2 separate regions of the Xenopus laevis genome follow, and region 2 is linked to region 1. The links are chromatin contacts, called in public Hi-C maps. All regions are on one chromosome and are shown on one strand. Each heading gives the region's core, a stretch centred on a gene start, on an enhancer-like site or on the middle of the called end of the contact. The rest is flanking DNA. Distances are from core to core; before and after follow the strand shown.

The links. Hi-C and Micro-C count contacts between places; a contact is called where the count stands out from the background.
Region 2: a contact with region 1 is called in a Hi-C map of the XL177 cell line, with 2.1 times the contacts expected there. The contact joins two enhancer-like sites. A contact is called at or near these places in 3 of 4 Hi-C or Micro-C datasets (the XL177 cell line, the XTC cell line and animal cap).

What each region holds. Positions count from the first base shown.
Region 1 is chr4L:24,990,466-24,996,065 of Xenopus_laevis_v10.1, forward strand. No RefSeq gene overlaps it. Among protein-coding and RNA genes, the nearest start is that of LOC121402969, 6.8 kb to the right of the region's middle. Within about 2 kb of position 3,501, at least 2 of the 7 cell types and tissues checked have an H3K27ac peak or open chromatin away from gene starts, as enhancers often do.
Region 2 is chr4L:25,029,553-25,035,131 of Xenopus_laevis_v10.1, forward strand. No RefSeq gene overlaps it. Among protein-coding and RNA genes, the nearest start is that of LOC121402969, 32 kb to the left of the region's middle. Within about 2 kb of position 2,344, at least 4 of the 7 cell types and tissues checked have an H3K27ac peak or open chromatin away from gene starts, as enhancers often do.

The sequences.
Region 1 (5,600 bases), core at 2,251-4,750:
CAGGGAACACTGGCATAAGGAGAAATATGTTAAACATGTCTTGTTCACTGCATGTTACATCTATGTTTGGCACTTCAGTGCATTTCTGTGGGTACATTAACTCCGGCATTCATGCGCGGAGGAACCAGAGGTATGAACAACTACTGCCTAATGTGTTAAATTTAGCTCTTCAATTTACATTCAGCAAATTCTTTTTAGGGAACTCACCCTACCAGCTCTGTATAATTAGGAGCCTTCCTGCCTTCTTCTGCTTATAGGTGGCAATAATTAGGCATCTATTTTTCTGCATCACAGTCTTAAAATAACTACAGTATTTCCTATCTAGTATAGGTAAATCTAAAAACAACTGGACTTATAATCAATGAATGTCCAGTTGTTTTTAGATTTACCTATACTAGATATACCATGACCTGGATGGATGAAAATCTTCATAGTCATTCCGTATTTCCTATTTTTACGCATGGTTTCCTTTGTGTGATCTTATTTCCCCTATGCACATTGCATCAAACACCTTGATTTGTCCCACCCTGTTGGTAGTTAAATCCGGTAAAGATCCTCTTTTTAAGGAGATTGAGAGCTTTTTTTGATCTTGTCATACACAGCTGATGAAAGCTGATGGCTTGGCCCCTCCAGACCAAATTGGAAGCTTACTGACTTTCATCCTGGCCCTCAGGAGGTCATTCCCAGATTGAAATCTGGCAGATATTGATCAGGCAAATATTGATCAGGCAGGTTTTAAAATGCCATTGGGCATGGACAGCACTGGAACATTGATGCAGTTCTTTACCAAGAGGTGTTTGTAGGCCCCCTATAAGATTGAGATAATTGGCTCTCAGGTCCAGTGACTAGATCATGCTGGTTTGTTCCCCTGTGTTCATGGCCTGATTGCGTAACAATCTGCTTCTTTGGCAACCTCACCAATCAAGCCAATCGTACCATGTATGAACAGCTTTAGCTGTGCCTGTGTTAAAAAAAGAAACAGATACAATATAGGTTACTACAGTACTATATTTTCACCTACAGCATTTTCTATCAAAAGAGTCCCTTTAGCTTACACTTGAGAGCTAATGACAGATTCCTGATGACGTCTGACATCTTACACAGCACACTGGACTGTTAAGTAAACCACGGAGAAGCTGAACTTTAATGGATTTCACTTGTTGATTGATATATAGTGTTTCTATGCGCTCCTAGAATTTTCCAAATTTGTTAATACACTAGATTTCAAAACATAGGCATCTTAGTGTTAGGCCCTGCTGATTCACAAACAGGAGTAGGTAATTATCACATGTCTGGTATAGCAACAGAGCTTCAAGGCTTAGTCAGGATCATATGAATATATGAAGATACAATTTAATGACATCTCTGTATTTAAAGTAGTTGGGAATAGACTCACTGGAGAGGCACAGGAGACCACATGACAGAAAGAGTCATCACCTGTTCTGTGACTGGAATGGTAGGCAGCTTTAATGCTGCTTTTTATAAGTGCTCGGGCAGTATGACCCGACAGAGCTTTTGGCCACTTGAGGTTACCTGATCATTTGAAAATTAAGGGGCACGTCTATCAGATCTGGAGCCCTTTGATCAACAAACAAGATCTGAATTTAGACAATGCTACCTCTCAAACTAACACAACTTGATTCATAACTACTGTTAGGGGGTAAAAACAACATGTGACAACACATTGTTACATTGTTTTATAATTATTACTATAATTTAATTTGATCTAACTCTATATTTGCTTCCTTCTTCTTATCATCTCCCCTGCATCTATACCCCTTTTCTCTTTCTTATTCTTTCTCTTGCCAGAGTCCTCTGACACAGATTTATGATATTACGTGTCATTGTGAAAAAGGATGATGTATGTACACTCAATTAGTACTCTCAAAGAGGTGTGGTCCTGTATAATTATGGAAAACAGATAAAAATAAGGTTTAAAAAAAAAAGAAAATAAAGGACACGTCTAATAAATACATATTGCAGGGCTGCACTGGCTACCTCTAAAATAATCAGCAATCCACCCAGCCCCCCTAGTTGGATTTTCTTACTGTGTCCATGAATTTTCAAGAGACACACACATATATATATACAGGGTTGGACTGGGCCTGACCTGCTGCCTGCATCTGGTCTCAGCAAAAACACAATACACGCAAGTGCGCCTGGCCGGGTAAACTTGGGTAAACTAGGCAGGGGGCCAGAGGGGGGCCCTGAAACATCTGCTCATATATCTACATCTATCTATTTCAATTTATATTCTTATATTTTTAAATGGAAACATGATTCCCATTTATTACTACTTGTAGCTAGGATATGGCTACCATTAGACTGCCATTTTATATTTCTATTTTCTACTAAACCAGTATTTAATCAGTATTTCTGTGTGAGACCACCATTCTGATCACAATGTAGTGGATTGTGGTTGCCAAATACTCAGCCAAAGTGCAATTCAATGTGACATAGACAGTCCATGTCTTGAGTTCCTTGGAGTTTCTGTTTTTTAAACAAAATTGCATCTTCCACTTCCATACACTCTTTGTGTCTGTTCCTGGTGCAATTAGGCCTATGCAGTGTCACTTCCTCTAGCTGACTCTTTTAACTGTGGGTGGTGTTATTTTGTGAGTATTTGTCAGCATATGTGATTGCTCTTTGACAGAGCAAGTTTGATAACGTTGTTAAAAACATGACAAAGTGCATGTGACAAAAAGCAGTGCCAGCAACCAATTAAAGAATGACTTATAACTTGAACATTTCAACGATGAAAATGAATCCAAGTGTAGTGGATAGCCATCCTTTTTTTTTATTGTTTGTGGCTTTTGGGTTATTTAGCTTTTTATGCAGCAGCTCTCCAGTTTGCAATTTCAGCAATCTGGTTTCTAGGGTACAAATTACACTAGCAACCATGCATTGACTTGAGAACACTGGCATATGAATAGGAGAGGGTCTGAACTGAAAGATGAGTCATAAAAAATATAACAAATTAACAATTAATTTGTTGCCTTAAAGAGCATTTACTATTTAGATGGGATCTGTGGTTTGAAAGCTGGAAAGAGTCAGAAGACAAAGGCAAATACGGTAATTCAAAACCTATAATGAAGACCAATTGAAAAGTTGCTTAGGATTGGTAATTCTATAACATCAGGCCCAGATTTTGGGCTTCAGAGCCACAAGGTTGCCGAGTCCTAGCGCCAGGCGGCCTCATGAGCACACCACTCTCCTCGCGTATGCACAGGAGCTTGAGCCTCGCCACAAATCCAGGCCTGTATAACATATTAAAAGTTAACTTGCTGTTGAGGGGCTTGAAGGCCCTGAGAACAAAACTTGATAGAATAGGATTAGAGCCTACATTCAGCTATTCTAGGGGCATCAAATGGTGAGGACTACAGCTGGCTGTGCATGGGCTAATGTAAGATGCCAACTTGGTCACTTTAGACCTGACAGCCAATTGGCCTCTGTATGGGGGGCTCCCAGTTGCCTGTCCAAACTACTGTATATCTAGTTGGTCTGAAGGGAGTCAAAATAGGCACTGGCATTTCAAGTACAGAGAAACCCAAACAGCTGCCCACAGGCTCAATAAATATTGACTGTCTATGGCAGAGCCACTGGCATTTGCCAGAATAAATAGATTGCTAGCCCAGGCCTGATATCTAGCCACAGATCATCTAGATAGCTGCTGGACATGTTGCTTAGTGATGTCTGTAGGGAGTGTATACTTTATATAAAATCAATATACACATTGCTAAACTGAAATGTAATGCTAAATGACATACAGGAGTAGAAGGAGAAAACAAAGTATTCTTGATTCATGATAAGGAACTTTTGTTAGTAAAACAAGGAGGGTTGCATGCTAATTGTGTTTTGTAAAACAATTGGGATATTAAACAATTGGAGCAGTAAATCCACTGTTTTCCTCTTCCTGAATGTGTGTGAACTGACAGGAACTGAATCAGATGGTCAGACGGGGGAGGGGGAGGGGTTTTGCGCCAAAAGGGTTTCCTTCGCCTTTAAAATAACTTGTAGTATAATGTAGAGAGTGATATTCTAAGACAACTTGCAATTGGTTTTGATTTTTTATTAAAGTGTTTGTGTTTTTTGAGTTATTTAACTATGTATTTGGCAAGCTCTCCAGTTTGCAGTTTCAGCAATCTGGTTGACAGGGACCAAATTAACACAATAGTTTAACCAGTATCTGCTACATTTAAAAAATGCCCTACATGAGCTTACCGCTGTCACCGTTGGGCCCGGGTGTGCACACCCCAGACCTTCAGCAAGGGGAGTCAAACACCAGGAACATTTCAAAAGAGGCTGGCACAAGCCTAGACCCACAAAGTAGTAATGCCAGAGTCAGGTTGTAAAAGAGTTAGAAAAAGCTTATATTTTATTGTCCATAATTAAGAAAACAGGCCTGACGCGTTTTGTGTCTACCAAGGACACTTACTCATAGGCTGGACCAAATTAGCCTAGCAACCATGCATTGAATTGAAAAAGAGACTGGAATATGAATAGGAGAGGGTCTGAATAGAAATATGAGTAATCAAACGTAGCAATAACTATACATTTGTAGCCTTACAGAGCACTTGTTTTTTAGATGGGGTCGGTGACCCCCATTTGAAAGCTGGAGATAGGCAGAAGAAGAAGGCGAATCATTAAAAAAATTAAGGCCAATTGAAAATTTACTTACAATTAGCCATTCTATAACATACCAAAAGTTAATTTAGAGGTGAACTACCCCTTTAACCTCAAAGCCTCTAAACATTTATGTAAAGAGAAGTATTTCCAGGAAACTCAAAATTAAAGGGGTGGAACAGATCAATCATTTAATATTGTACAACGTATTGCTATACAAATCTCAACAAGCCTGAAGATTCTTATCTACCCCCAGACATACAAGTAAGTCTGCATTTGTATAAGTATTTGTATTTTCCTGCTAAATAAGCAAGCAGTAACCATTTCACACAATGTCATCAGATAGAAGCACTGCTTAGTCATGTGACGGGTTTCATTAAAACACAATGCAGTCAAGCACTGCAATGCAGATTTGTGTCTGCCAGAAATTTCCAGAAAGATCAAGCAATGGAGAGACAAAGAATAAACACAGAGAATTGAAACATTCCATTTATTTTTAACTATCCAATGCTATGTTGGGAATATCAATATTAGCAAAGTGACTTTATGTGTTGTTTCAATTTACATAGGAAAAAAGTTGCCATGGTATAATCACCCCATTTGCTGCACATTTTCAGGTATTGGCTCTCACTTTGTTAAATGTACATTGCTGGCGTTTTGTTAGGCCTCTGCTTATCGGTCAATAGACCATACCATTTACCAATGGCAGGGGAGTTGGATGAAGTGTGCCACTTGACACGGGGGGGGGGAGACAGTAGCACTTGACCCCTGGGGGGGTGATGGACCTTACCTTTTGACAATGGCAGGGGGACTGGATTGAATTTACCACTTGACACTCCATCAACCCCCTTGTCAAGTAGTAAAGTCCACCTCCTCCCCCCCAGTGTCAAATAGTACGGTCTAACCATCCCCCTATTGTCAAATGGAATAGTCCCTCACCCCACCATGTCAATTGGTGCGGTCCATCTCCCCCCTGC
Region 2 (5,579 bases), core at 1,094-3,593, 38 kb after region 1:
GCCCCTGAGTCTGGCAGCTCAGTAATTCAGGTGCAGACTCTAAACTGTTACAATTTTGCAACATTTAGTAGCATCTCTGGAGTATAAGAAACTATCAATTCTAACAGCTGCCTGAAACCCAGAGATTCTGCTCAGCAGGGACAAAGATAAATGTACAGGGTCGGCGACCCCCCCTCAGAGCAGCTTTACACATCAATATTAGAAAAACGGTCGCACATAGAAAACAGAAAGTCATTGGAAAAAGTCTTATTTCTGGTGATCTATCTGAAAACAACTAGTTGTTTGAAGGTGAACCACCCCTTTAATCTGCTAAATCTGCTAAATTGGCACTTTCAGATCAAAGTGACAGTTTATCTGTGTGTGTAATACTGGTAGGTCCTGACTGGCAATCTATGAATTCTGGCAAATACAAGAGGAGCTGCTGTAAAGTTGCCATAGACAATTACTTTTTTAGTGGGCTGGTGGGGGCTATTTGCACCTCTGTGTACTTGAAATGCCTGGGCTTATTTTCACTCCCAGCCCAGATCTGAACATTTGGGCCCTCCCCAACAGTTGACTGGGTGAAAAGTAACATTTGAAATGGCCTTTCTTTTTTTTTTAATAGTTTTTTAAGTATTTGGCTTCTTCTGATTCTTTCCAGGAGAACTAACTTAACTAAAGAAGTAGCTAGAAATGTTGCACATTATATTTTGTGCTTCTGTACCAGCCCAAGGCAACTACAGCCCTTTGGCAGTAAAGATCTGTGTCTCCAAAGATTCTGTGTCTCTGCTGATTCACTGCATATGCTCTGTGCTGCTGTCACCTACTGAGCTTAGGGACCCACTCACAATATACAGTACACATAGAATATAAATGTCACAATATAAGGCTGATTAGTAATTAATACAGATAATTACTACATGGCAGGACAGAAACCAGTGCAATTAGCATCAGAATTTAATAATAAGTCCTGTAGCATCAGCTTCTATTACTGGTCAACCTCATTTTCTGCTTGATAATTAGTGACGACCCCTAAGCTTAGCTTCTCAACAACTGCTCAGAGCCCAGTGACATGTGAGTGTCACAGACACTTTCCAAGATGGTGACCCCCCTGTGACAAGTTTGAAGTCCTGGATCATTGCTGCTATTGACAAGCTGAAACTTTAGGCTGATGCAATACGTTCAGTATATAAAATATGGCATTTTTAGCCACATTCATTTTTACGGTATAGTCACTTACCCCATCTAAAAAACAAATGTTGCTACAAACAACATTATTGCTACTTTTTTTCTTTTCCAACCATTTCTTATTCATATTTCAGTCTCTTATTCAAATCGGTGCATGGTTGCTAGGGTCATTTGTACTCTAGCAACCAGATTGCTGAAACTGCAAACTAAAAATCTGCTGAATAAAAAGCTAAATATCTCAAAAACCACAAATTATAAAAAATGAAAACCAAACGCAAATTGTCTCATAATATCATTCGGTACATCATACAAGAAATTTAAAGGTGAACAACCCCTTTACCCCATATGTGCTCTCATAATGCTGGCTGCAACTTGTGTGCAATTCACAAAAACACACATGCACAACTTAGTTCATGGCTGCGCTGAAAATATTCTGCATTGTAGGGAAAAAAAAACCATGGGGCACTTTGTTGTGTGCTATTTAAAAACAAATTTCAAACCACCGTTTTAGCAGTTATAATTTTTTAACTATTTTAGTGTGCTTCAACGTCCTAACATTTTGTAATTGTAGAGCATTGTTTCTTCACCTTGGGTCTGCAGATGTTAAGAAACTATAACTCCCAGTATGCGTTTACTTGCTAAGGAATTTTGGAAAGTGTAGGGTAAAGGGCTCCTATTATTATTAACAAGTATTTATATAGCGCCAACATATTGCGTAGCGCTTTATTTGCAAATAAGAGGCGTAGCTACAGAAGAAGCAAACCCTGCAGCTGCAGGGCAGCCCAGGAGGTACAGGGGCCCCATGAAGCCCTAATTCCTATACATTTTCAATAAATATTGGTAAATATTTTATTTATATTGTTCTTGTATGCATTGTACGGTGCTGCGGCTCCTTAACAGTGCTTTACTAATAAAGTTATACATATAATAAAGCCCACACTTTAGCTGGGGGAACTTTGTTCCATTGTTACTTTTAAGTTTAGGCAAGCAAATAATTTTACAATCAAAGTCACTTTTACTTGATAAGAACCACCTTTCTGTAGGGTTCCCAAGTATAAATCATAGTCATTTTAAGGCCTGTACAAGACTAAGGGAATTTATAATGGCAGGGGTGGGTAGGACATGTACAGACAGGATCTTTATTATGCTCACATTGCGCAAGTTGTTTTTTAAGCGTGAAGCCTCTGGAAAATTCCATCTTGGCTGAATTCCTCCACTGCCTCCTCTATCTCTCTCCCCCTCCTCCAACTTTCACTGCAGCAAAAACAGAAAGATCAGATTACAATGCGTCTCCTGCTAAAGGCAAACATGGGGGAGGGCGAGCTAAAAAAGCTGTTTGCGAACAAATAAAATGGTTTGAATAGAATGTAAAGATTAGAATTCAAGGAGTCTTCGTTATCTGCATTTTTCGGACAAAATGGAAACTTGTGATTAAACTACAATATTTGTTTAGTTTCACAACACCCCAATTCCACTCATAGTATTTGTGCCACGACTCGGTTATAATAACATTATTATCATGTATTTTATTTATTTTGTTTTATAACGCTGACATGTTTACGCACTGCTTTTACAGACATGTCATTAATCCCATCAGTTCCTTCCCTCATAGAGCTTGCAATCTAATATTCACACTAAACTACCACAGAGTAAGGTATGGAGTAGGAATGAGCAAACATCTTCATCCGGTACAGATTTGGAATATAATACTTTATTGCATGCCACAAGTTTTCATCTACCATCACTTATACAAGCATCGGCATTTTCTCAAATGACCAGGGTCACACATATGTCTAAACAGGGCCATATTTATATATAGGCACCCTAGGGCCTGTATCAAGGTTGGCAGCTTTTGGGCAGTGTCGGACTCGGGGGCCCAGAGCCCACCAGGACTACTGCCCCAGGGCCCCCTCTGACCCCCCTGCTGCGCCAGCGTTTGTGCGCGGTGCCGCGTTAGTACGTATGCATGTGGTAACACGGTTCTGTGCATACACAATTTTTTTTTGCCACAACCTCCGACAAGGGGGTCGCGGCATTAAGAAGATGTGGGTGCGGACTTGGGCCAGCAGGGCCCACAAGAGTCGGGGGCCCTCCGGGTTTTTTCCTGGTGCCCTGCCGGCCCAGTCCGACCCTGCTTTTGGGGGGGGGGGGCGGCCCTTGGGTATCTATATAATGGAGAAAAAATGCCAAAATAGAATTTAAAAATCCCCCGCAGTAACCGCAGGAGACTTACCACTTAAATGGGAAGAGTTCGCTTATTCTAATTCGACCCTCGAAGTAAAATCCTTCGAATTCGAATATCGAATTTGAAGGATTTTAGCGCAAAAATAAAAATCGTTCGATCGAACGATGAAATTAAATTTTAAACGATCCATCGAATGATTTTTATTTGATCAAAAAAAAACGTAGAAAAGTGCTCTGGAAGGTCCCCATAGGCTAAAATTGCACTTCGGTAGGTTTAAATTGGCGAAGTATGAAGTCAAAGTTTTTTTTTGTTTTTTTTTTAGTGACAGTACTTAGATTATCGAATGGTCGAATATTCGAACGATTTTTACGATTCAATCAAATTTGAACAATTCAGTGGTTGAAGTACCCAAAAAAATCCTTCGAAATTTGAATATTTTTGCATTCAAATTATTCACTCGAGCTTAGTAAATCTGGCCCTAACTGTTCTATATTGATATATTCGTTGATACATTTCATCAAAGGCAGCTGTTTAATTGAAACAATAGTTGCTATTATTCCACAGATGCTGCTGAGAAATGTATCATCCAATATAACAAACTGTAACATTTCAGAATCTGCACCTGGATCACTGAGCTGCCAGACTGGAACACCAGAGACAGGAACATTCAACGTCAATTTTTGAAAAACAGTAAAAGAATAAAAGATGGAAAGCAACTGAACAAAATCTTTGTTTTTGATGATTAATCTGAAAACAACTAAACTGATTAAAAGTTTTTGAAAGGTGAACAACACCTATAAGGCGAGTTATTTAAATAAATCATGAGCATTGTATAAACAATAACTTCCTTTTACATACAAAGGTGGAGTAATTAATTATGCAGTTGGGTTTTGTGTGGAGTGGCAATGATTACTTACCTTAAACTCCTCCAGGGAATGCCCTTAAGAACAACAAAGTTGGCAATTTCATGTTTTGCCCTGTTTAGTGCAATAAATAACAATAATACAGTTAAAACAACACACATAGAATACCGTACACATCCATTTCACATTTCATTTTCACAACTATATTTATCATTTTTGCCCTTAGGAAGCAGTCAAGTCAGTGTATGTACAGGATATATTTAGATTTTCTTTGCAACAGAACTTTTCTCCAATCAGCCCCTCTATTTGATCCGTGTACAATTTTCAGTACTTTCCATTATAACTGACAGAGACTGTACATTTAGCAAAGGTTAAATATATCAGAATGAACATTTGGTTCCCTGTAGGAACTGTTCAATCTCCCGGCTGAGTACAGACTGTACAGTACAACCATTACAGACAAATCTTGTCATAGTGGTGAATAGGACTGACACTTGTAACATATTAAGGCTGATGGCAGACCAGGAGATTAGTCCCCTGCAATAAACCACCTCTTCTGTGGGCAACAAATCTCCTTTAAATGCTTTCTTTCCTGTGTTTTACGTTATTGCCGGTGGTAAAGCATTTGCAGATTAGTCATCTGCAGAAGATATTTATCAGGGGTGACTAACCTCCTGGTCTGTCATAGGGATTGCAAAATCCCTATTCACTTATATAGCAGGGTATCTAGGGGTGATTTGATTTCCCCCAGTCAGCAAAACACCATCTTTCCAGGGGCAAAATGCACATAATTTCCATATGAGCACTGTGTTTCATTCATTGTTTTATTTTTACTTTAAGGATGGTGACTGATGGGGAGATTTGTCACCCAGTGACGAATCTTCTCTACTGTGAGCAACTAATCTCCCCAGATGCCTTCCCACCGGCAAGAATATGAATCGCCAGACGGATGGAATATGAATCGCCAGACGGATGGAATACGAATCGCTTCGGATTTCGGAAGTTGCCAGAAGTTTCCTTGTGAGACAACTTCGGAAATATATGCCATCCTGCCAGCGGTTCAAATTCTTGCTGGTGGGAAGGCATTTGGGGAGATTAGTCCTCCAAAGTAGGGGAGATTTGTCTGCCACCACCCTTAGGGTCAGGGCACACGCTCAGATTCGGGGAGATTAGTAGCCCGGCGACAAATCTCTTCTTCTTCGGGGCGACCAATGTCCCCAAACTGCCTCCCGACGGCTAGAAATGTAAATCGCCGGCAGGATGGCACTCGGAACGCTTCGTTTTCTGAAGTTGCCTCTTGAGGAAACTGCCGGCATTTACACTTTAGGCGATGGGGAGGCAGTTCGGGGAGATTAGTCGCCCCA